Linked DNA regions of Sus scrofa: region 1 is linked to region 2. Evidence: chromatin contacts called from public targeted proximity ligation data. All regions are on one chromosome and are shown on one strand. The core of a region is the stretch at or near the end of the contact, and the rest is flanking DNA. Distances in the headings are between cores, read along the strand shown.

Region 1 (4,082 bases), core at 628-3,127, 240 kb before region 2:
ATAACCTTTATCAACCCATTTTGCTGATGACCCCGTGGAGGCTGAAGGAGAAAGCGAAACTCCCCCAAGGCCACCCCTCTGGAAGCAAACCAAGCCGCTGTTTTGTGCATTTACCCTAATGAAGTTCTCACGGTGCCCGGTGCCAATGGCAGTAGAGACAGGCGGAGGCAATGCAGACGGGGACCTGGGCTCCTAGCAGAAGCCTAGGCCCTTCCTGCTGGCTCTGCTGCCTGAAGAGCCCACAGGAACGAAGGGAGCAGGGCCTGGAAGGAAGGGCTCTGGGCATAGGACACTCCTCACGTGGACAGGGGTCAAGGTCTCCAGAGGAGGGGGGGGGAGGGGGTCACATGGGACCCTGGTGGGAGTGAAAGCCACGCTTAGAATTTGCCCTGAGCTAAATTTTTCTAAGTGGCACCTTTGAACGCTGTTAAAAAAATCCTCAAAACTCACTTTCCAGGGAGTTAATCATTCACTCCCTCACAGGCCGGGTGACCTTTGCCATGTGGTTCAGCTTTTGTTTGCTTTTCTTAAAAGTCCTGGAGTTTGTAATTGGACCGATGGCCTTTCGGTGAGGAAGAAAGGAATGTGGGGTCCAGGACGAAGCTTGGTTTTTTTCCCTGCCCTCCCTTTCCCAGGAGTCTGGAAACATTTTCTCAGCGAGAGGTTATGAATTCAGGACTCAGAACAAGTTGATCATTATTTGTGGCCCTTGGGGTGGAGGTGGAGGGGGTTGCTGTAAGAGACAAAGCACGCAGAAACCAAAAAGCAAATAAAATCCAAGCCACCACCCGTCCTGCACCCAATTTCCTTCGAAGCTTGCTCTTATCTGGGTGGCAACAGAGACCATTTTATTTCCTTACGACAGTACCCTCATCAGCTTTGTACTTAGAGGCAGGCCAGGGGCTATTTTACTGGGGGGGGGGGTGCCACACCTACAGCATGCAAAAGTTTCAAGGCTAGGGATCGAACCTGTGCTACAGCAGTGACTCAGGCCACAGCAGTGACAGTGCCAGATCCCTAACCCACTGAGCCACCAGGGAGCTCTGAACTGTTGTATTTTAATTTTTCAATCACCTAAAAGTTCATTGACCTCCTGTAAGAATTAGGGAGGACAAACTGGCTGTGTGACCTTGGGCAGTCACCCAAACCGTCTAGGCCTCAGATTCCCCTTCTGTAGAGAGGAGTGAGCTCTAGGGTCCCGTCAGAGGGACCGTAATCCTGCAGGCTGCCTTAAAAGGCTCCCCAGCTCTGCTCCATGGACTATTTTTGGCTCAGTGATTAGAGGGCTTGTCAGCCACACCCATATCTCTACATTCTGACAGCTGGCTGGTCATTGTCACTACACATCCCCCTGGGCCTTCAACCTTCAGATGCCCCAAGCACACACTTGGTGCCCTCTTCTCAGCCTAACTCGTTGCCCTTTTCTCTTTCTGGCCCAGGAGCCGGGGCCTCTGTGGCCTTGCTGTCCTTCAGCTGCCATAGTCCTTCGCCTGCTGCTACCTGAGCAGGCTGGTCTTACAGGAAGTGCCCTCCCTGCATAGTCCCAGCACTTCTCCCCAGCTCAGGCCCTTGTCACCTCTCACAGGAGCGCCTGCTGCTGCCTCTAACACCCTGTTTTCACTCTCCACTCTCCCCAGATAAAGTGTCACGACTGGGTCACAGCACTAACCCCCATCTCTGGCCAGCCTCTCGCACTACAGACACTTGAATGGGTTCCTGTGACCGAGTGAACAAACACAGCCATCTGGGGCCTCCCTGAGGCAGGCCTAACCTAATCTAACCTAACCTAACCTAACCTAAGCTAACCTATCGCAGCCTAACCTAACCTAATCTAACCTAATCTAACCCAACCCCTCCACACTCCCCCTACACTTCAGCCGAACCCATGGTCCCTCACCCAGCCGGCCCCTCTTGGTCCCCACACTCCTGTTGTGTCTGGAACATCACAGCTCCCATACCTGCCTATAAAGATGACCTCCAGGCCAGGGATCAAACCCTCAGCACAGCAGTGACTAGCAAGCTAAGTGATCCTTAACCTGCTAGGCCGCCAAGGAACTCCCTAAAGTCCCCCATAATCTTGAAATCAGTTCAGGACTATTCTAGGCCCTCATACTGGATTTGTTTGGGGAACACTAAGGCAGGCTAAGGTCCCCCCACCCCCCACCCCCGGCAAAGAAGAAAGCTTCTGGATAGAGGGATATTTTAAAATATTATTTCTGAATCTATCATTCATGATTCTTGAGGAAGAGAGTCTTGAGCTCTCAGGGTAACCTTAGGCTGCCTGAGAAGCAATTGGGTTCTTTCTTACTCTTTCTTAAAATTTGTCCCCCAGGGTCATGCCTCTTCCAACCATTAGGATTTGTTGCTTCAAGCCCAGGAGCCACACAATTGACTTTGCTAGGGAGTTTCCATTGTGGCTCAGTGGTAATGAGCCTGAGTAGTATCCATGAGGATGCGGGTTTCATCCCTGGCCTCGCTCAGTGGGTTAAGGATCCGGCATTGCCATGAGCTATGGTGTAGGTTGCAGAGGTGGCTCAGATCCCGCATTGCTGTGGCTGTGGCTCCAATTTGACCCCTAGCCTGGGAGCTTCCATATGCTGAGGGCATGGCCCTAAAAGGCAAAAAAAAAAAAAAAAAAAAAAAGTGATATCCCTCAAAAGCATGCCCTGTGCCTCCTCATGCTCCCAGAAAGATCCAGATGGAGTCATCTCTTGCCCTTTGCTGTGATTTGCTGGTGCTGGTGCATGAAATGTGTGAAACGTGGCCTGTCTGTTCGCCTGCTCACCCAGCACAAGTTGTGAAGACCCTGTAAACTTCCTCCTTAGCCGCCTGCCCCTTCCAACACAGTCTCGGACTCATTTTGCCATCTTCTGTGCCTTCCAGAATTCTCTCGCCCCTGCAGCCCTCTTGCCAGCTTATTATCCCTGTGAGGCTGGTGTGGGATGACTCAGCCTTGGGAAACAGCAGCCAGAGTCAAGCCTGAGCCCACCATCACCCCAGCGAGATGTGGTTTCAGTAGGGTGACCAAGGGGAAATAAGCTAGGGTTTCCTGGTGGCTTCTAGCATTCTGGCAGAAATTCCCACAGCATCTTGAGCTGTGATTCCATTTTAATGCACGTTCTCTAAAAATGCCTTAACGATCTACTTCTCTGATGAAGAAGGGATATAAGCAATTGCTGGCTATCAAATATGCCTCTGGATATTTGATAAATCTTAACTGAATTGAAAGAAGGGGAGAGATACACCAAAAGATACAGTCTTTCAGTAGCACACTTTTTGTTGGTGTGTTCCTGGCATATCACCACCCCTCCCAAACAGGTCAATCGGCAGCACCCCAGCGGGCCCCCTCCAGGTGCACCCTCCCCCTCCATGAGCAGACATGCTTCCATGGGAAGGGCAGGGATGGGGAGTCGAGGGTCTCTCAGACAAGGGGTTTAGTGAAGTTGCAGAGAATTAGAGAAAACAGCTCGGAATGCTGTGGTCATCTTCCTTCTTGCTCTTCTACTAGCACCCCCGAGGGTTTCCTCGGGTCGTGGTGAAAGACCTTACTCTCACAGTAGAAAAGAAAATAATGAGATGAAAAGACACGGAGAGCAAGCATTTAAGGCTTGGAAGTCTTCTCTTTTACAGGTGAATTGAACTCTTGGTTGGTCCCATGAGGTTGCGTGTTTGATCCCTGGCCTTGCTCAGTGGGTTAAGGATTTGGCATTGCTGCCAGCTGTGGTGTAGGTTGCAGACACAGCTTGCATCCCAAGTTGCTGTGGCTGTGGTGTAGGCTGGCAGATACAGCTCGGATTCGACCCCTAACCTGGGAACTTCCAGATGCTGGTGGTGCAGCCCTAAAAGAGACAAATAAATAATCAGATTTCTGAATGTAAAGTTGTTTGGTGATTCCCTCATGTTTCGTTTATTTGTTTGTTTGTTTTTCTTTTTAGGGCCACACCTGCAGCACATGGAGGTTCCCAGGCTGGGGGTCTAATCGGAGCTATAGCTGCCGACCTATACCACAGCCACAGCAACAGCAAAGTGGGATCTGAGCCACATCTGTGACCTATACCACAGCTCAGGGCAACGCCGAATCC
Region 2 (4,094 bases), core at 988-3,487:
CCCACCTCACTCCCCACTGTCTTTGTTCCCCTGACGTCCAGTTTCCTCTCGCGCTGCCCCCTGCAGACGAGGGAGGCTGACCGTAGCTTCTCTCTCTCTCTCTCTCTCCGCTGCCCACAGGCTGGGTGGAGAAGGAAACCTACTACTAGACCCCCTCCTGCACGCCGTGGAGCATCACGCCACATACTCCGCCCCCGCCCCCACCCCCCCTTTGTGTACTTCAGTCTCGGAATTCGGAATTCTACCCTGGTAGGAAAGCACCGAAGCATGTGGGGAAGCGAGATGTCCCGGAATGAAGCATGTAGCTATATGGGGGGGAGGGGGGAGGGCTGCCTGAGAAACATCCGTCTGTGGGAACGACCGCGGGGAAGGTTTTTATGTGCCTTTTTGTTTTTGTAAAAAGGAAAACTCGGAAAGACTGAAAGAATACATTTTATATCTGGATTTTTACAAATAAAGATGGCTATTATAATGGAATTCGTCTGGTGCCCTCCTCACGCCTGGGGTCCAGACGTCTGGGTGGGCTGGGTCAGGAGCAGGGAGGGTCCCAGCGCATGCGCCCTGGGCTCGCCACGTCACCGGGGAACTTGTTAGCACTGCCAGCCCCTGGGCACCCACGCAGAGGCTAACCAGCCGCCTGTGGACTAAGTCTCGAGGTGACTCTGACGCACACTCGGGTTGGAAAAACCACAAAATATGTAGACACTTTCTGCCCATGCCCTTGGAAGTCTGAGGAGCCGAGCTTACCTGCTCCATTCTCCCGTGGGCTGCTGCGGGTCCTGTGGCTGAAATGCCCCCATCACGGACGTACCTGTCAGGGATTTTCAAGCCGTCAGAGGCGGCCCTCCTCTTCCCATCCTCGTCCCAGCCCCACCTGTGCCCTCAAATCAACACCACCACCATCCTCAAGCATCTCTAGACCAAGCTTGTCTGAGAAACGGAAGCCTGTGGACATAGTGGGATCTGTGTGCACATCCCAGCGTGCTTCTCTCCACAAAACTTGTTCTAATTTGGCATCAGCTAGCTCTCTTTTAGAAAGTGGTTCTGTGCTAGAAGATACTTAAGAAAAAAACAAGTGAACGAGATCTGTTTACATCAGAGTCAAGTCAAAGAACACCGCCTTCCTGCTTCCAAAGAGGTGGATGGAGTAAACGGCCCCTCAGCGCTGGCCTGAGTGCTGCTTACCCATACATCAAGACCATCCAGGCTTCGTGCAGACATAATAAGTAGGGGGGGGGGTCCTTATTTCTAGCTCCAATCATCATGATCTGCCAGGTGATCAGAGACTGGGTTCAAGTTGGTTTTACTTCTCTGAAAAGCTTAGTGCATTGTTCACCCTTCTGTGCTGCTCACTGGTAAGTTGTGTAGACAGGAAGGGAACAGGTGATTCCCAGACACTCACCGGGCATTGCCCCAGCCTATCCCTCTAGGGGAACTGGGAGGGCAGGGTGGTCTCTGCCTTCTTAGTCCAATCCGCCAGCTCTTTCTCGGGACGTTTCTTCCAGAATGGCCTCTATACCTGCAGGCAAATCATTTTTAAAGAAAGTGGTTTGTTCAGACCAACATAAGGAGCCAGGATAAAGCTAAGAGCTAAGATCCCAGGCCCAGAGGGCAGGGAGACAGTGGATACTGGGGCCCCCTGAGGACGGCGGTTCAGGGCACCCATGGTGCCGTGTGCTTACACTGGCACGGCCTTGTCGGAGGCATGCCCTCCCCTCCCCTCCTCCCCACACGCCTGTCTTCTGGCTCCCCTGGACCGCTGCCCAGTGAACGCACTAATGAAGGTCATGGGTATTCCCTGTCTTCAAGGCATGTGAAGCAGCCTGGGAGTGTAGACGTGAGGTGACCCCGGCCAGCTTCCTGGCCAGCGCTCCTCAGCCACCCTGGACTTGGGGTGGATGGGGGGTAGGGTAGAGCAGGACGAGGACAGGCCAGAACCCCGCCCTCTTTCCGCCAGACTATCTCTGCCTTTTTCTGTTCCACAGTCCTTTGAATAAAAACTTTCCCAGCCAAACGTTTGATCTACAGGCCTCAGATAAGGGACAGGAAACCTGGCCCCAAGCCAAGCCTGAAGGGCCAGATCTTTCCAAGCTTCCTCCAGGCAGCAAGTTTCTGGGCCTCCTTTCACCCTTTGAGACTCAAACTCTGACGTCAGCCTGTCAGTGGGGGCTAAAACTTGCTCCAGAAGGGAAACAGCTCCTATAGACTGACCCCAGCCCCCGTCTGCCCCAACACATCACCACCTGAGCCCTCCGGACCCAGCCCAGGCACCTCTTGAGCCCTGACCGCATGTGCCCTGGGCCACCTCATTATCTCAGCTCTTGCCTTTCAGTGTCCTTACTGGTTGCTGGTGTCTTTAGCCATCGCCTTCCTTTCAGGGACAGGCTCTTAAGAGCAGGAACCATCTTCTTGCCTCTGCTCGCTCACCGCCTGTCATCCCTGCACCACCTCCTGCTGGCTCCCATTAGCACTGGTCCACCTCAACTGTCCTGGTGGCGGTCACCACTGTTTGTTCATCCACTGGACACCCCCCAAGTCCTCCCCCGGCCTCTCCAGCACCTGTGATTCCATCACACGCTTCCTGATCACAGCCATCTTACCTTTCCATTGTCACCTCTGCCCATTCCTTACCCTGTACCTCATCTTCACCTGCCCCTGGGCTGCTAGTTTCCTCGGAGAGGTCCCCACCCCTCTCCTGACTCATATTCAGCCTGGGGTCTCACAATCAACCACCTACGTGATGCGTTGCAACTCTCCAGGCTGGTCCCCCCTCCTGAGCCCCAGTCCTGTAAATCCGGTTGTCGCCTTGACATCTGTATTTGTTCAGAAAGAGCACAGCACACTGTAGTCTCAGCCCCAGTGACAAACCTGAGTTTGAGCTCCCTCAAAAGCGACCTGCTGTAGGCGATGACATCTGTCACCCTGCTTCCCACTTCAGAACCCTGGAAGTCACCGAGGCACCTCGCTCTGACTTTGCTGCTGCCTCATTACCCCACCCATCACCAAATCCCCAACATCTGCTGGTTCCAGTGTGTGGCTGAGAACACGGGCTTTGTGTCATAAAAGCCTGGACACAGTGGCCCTGTCACCGACTGGCCATGGGCACAGAATTTAGTTTTGTGTTTTTGTTTTTGTCTTTTTGCCTTTTCTAGGGCCCCTCCTGCAGCATATGGAGGTTCCCAGGCTAGGGGTCTAATTGGTGCTATAATTGCTGGCCTACACCAGAGCCACAGCAACACAGGACCCGAGCCGCATCTGTGATCTACACCACAAGCTCACGGTAACACCGGATCCTTAACCCACTGAGCGAGGCCAGGGATTGAACCCACAACCTCACAGTTCCTAGTTGGATTTGTTAACCACTGAGCCACGACGGGAACGCCCCAGAATTTAGTCTCTTTGTGCTTCACTTACTCTAGAATAAAGGTGGGGTTTCAGAGTTGTTAAAAGGATTATGTGAGCTCACACGAAGGGATCAGCACCACAGCTGGTGCTATATACACCTTTTCCTCTGCCACCACTGCCCTTCCCTTCGGGCCATCTGCAACAGCCTCCTGGGCGCTCTCCTTCTCCTCCACCTTCCTCTCAAGCAGTGGCCCTCAGAGCGTCACCTCTAGACCGGCATCACCTGGAAACTTGATAAAAACATGCATTCTGGGAGTTCCCGTCGTGGCGCAGTGGTTAACGAATCCGACTAGGAACCATGAGGTTGCGGGTTCGGTCCCTGCCCTTGCTCAGTGGGTTAAGGATCCGGCATTGCCGTGAGCTGTGGTGTAGGTCGCAGACGCGGCTCGGATCCCACGTTGCTGAGGCTCTGGCGTAGGCCAGGGGGCTACAGCTCCGATTCAACCCCTAGCCTGGGAACCTCCATATGCCGCAGGAGCAGCCCAAGAAATAGCAAAAAGACAACAACAACAAAAAAAAAAAAACAAAAAACAAACAAACAAAAAAAACATGCATTCTGATTCAGACCTGCTGAATCAGAAACTCTGGGGAGGGAAGGGAGAACCAGCCATCTGTTTGGATACACCTTACAGGTGATTCTGACGTGTGTCAAAACCTGCACACCAAAGCTCTACCCCTTCCTCCAAGCT

Evidence for each region.
Region 1: a contact with region 2 is called in a targeted proximity ligation map of skeletal muscle, with 5 times the contacts expected there. A contact is called at or near these places in 5 of 47 Hi-C or Micro-C datasets (embryonic fibroblasts, fetal heart ventricle, liver and 1 more) and 2 of 2 datasets of targeted methods (alveolar macrophages and skeletal muscle).

What each region holds. Positions count from the first base shown.
Region 1 is chr4:104,584,791-104,588,872 of Sscrofa11.1, reverse strand. The region is part of intron 6 of MAB21L3 (protein mab-21-like 3); the gene reads left to right. Among named protein-coding and RNA genes, the nearest start is that of MAB21L3, 40 kb to the left of the region's middle.
Region 2 is chr4:104,349,889-104,353,982 of Sscrofa11.1, reverse strand. LOC110260338 (a long non-coding RNA gene) reads right to left here. Exons shown (of 5, transcript XR_002343472.1): 4 at 1,403-1,519; 5 at 200-811. It overlaps ATP1A1 (ATPase Na+/K+ transporting subunit alpha 1), which reads left to right. Exons shown (of 23, transcript NM_214249.1): 23 at 121-474. The coding sequence ends at 149. Among named protein-coding and RNA genes, the nearest start is that of ATP1A1, 32 kb to the left of the region's middle.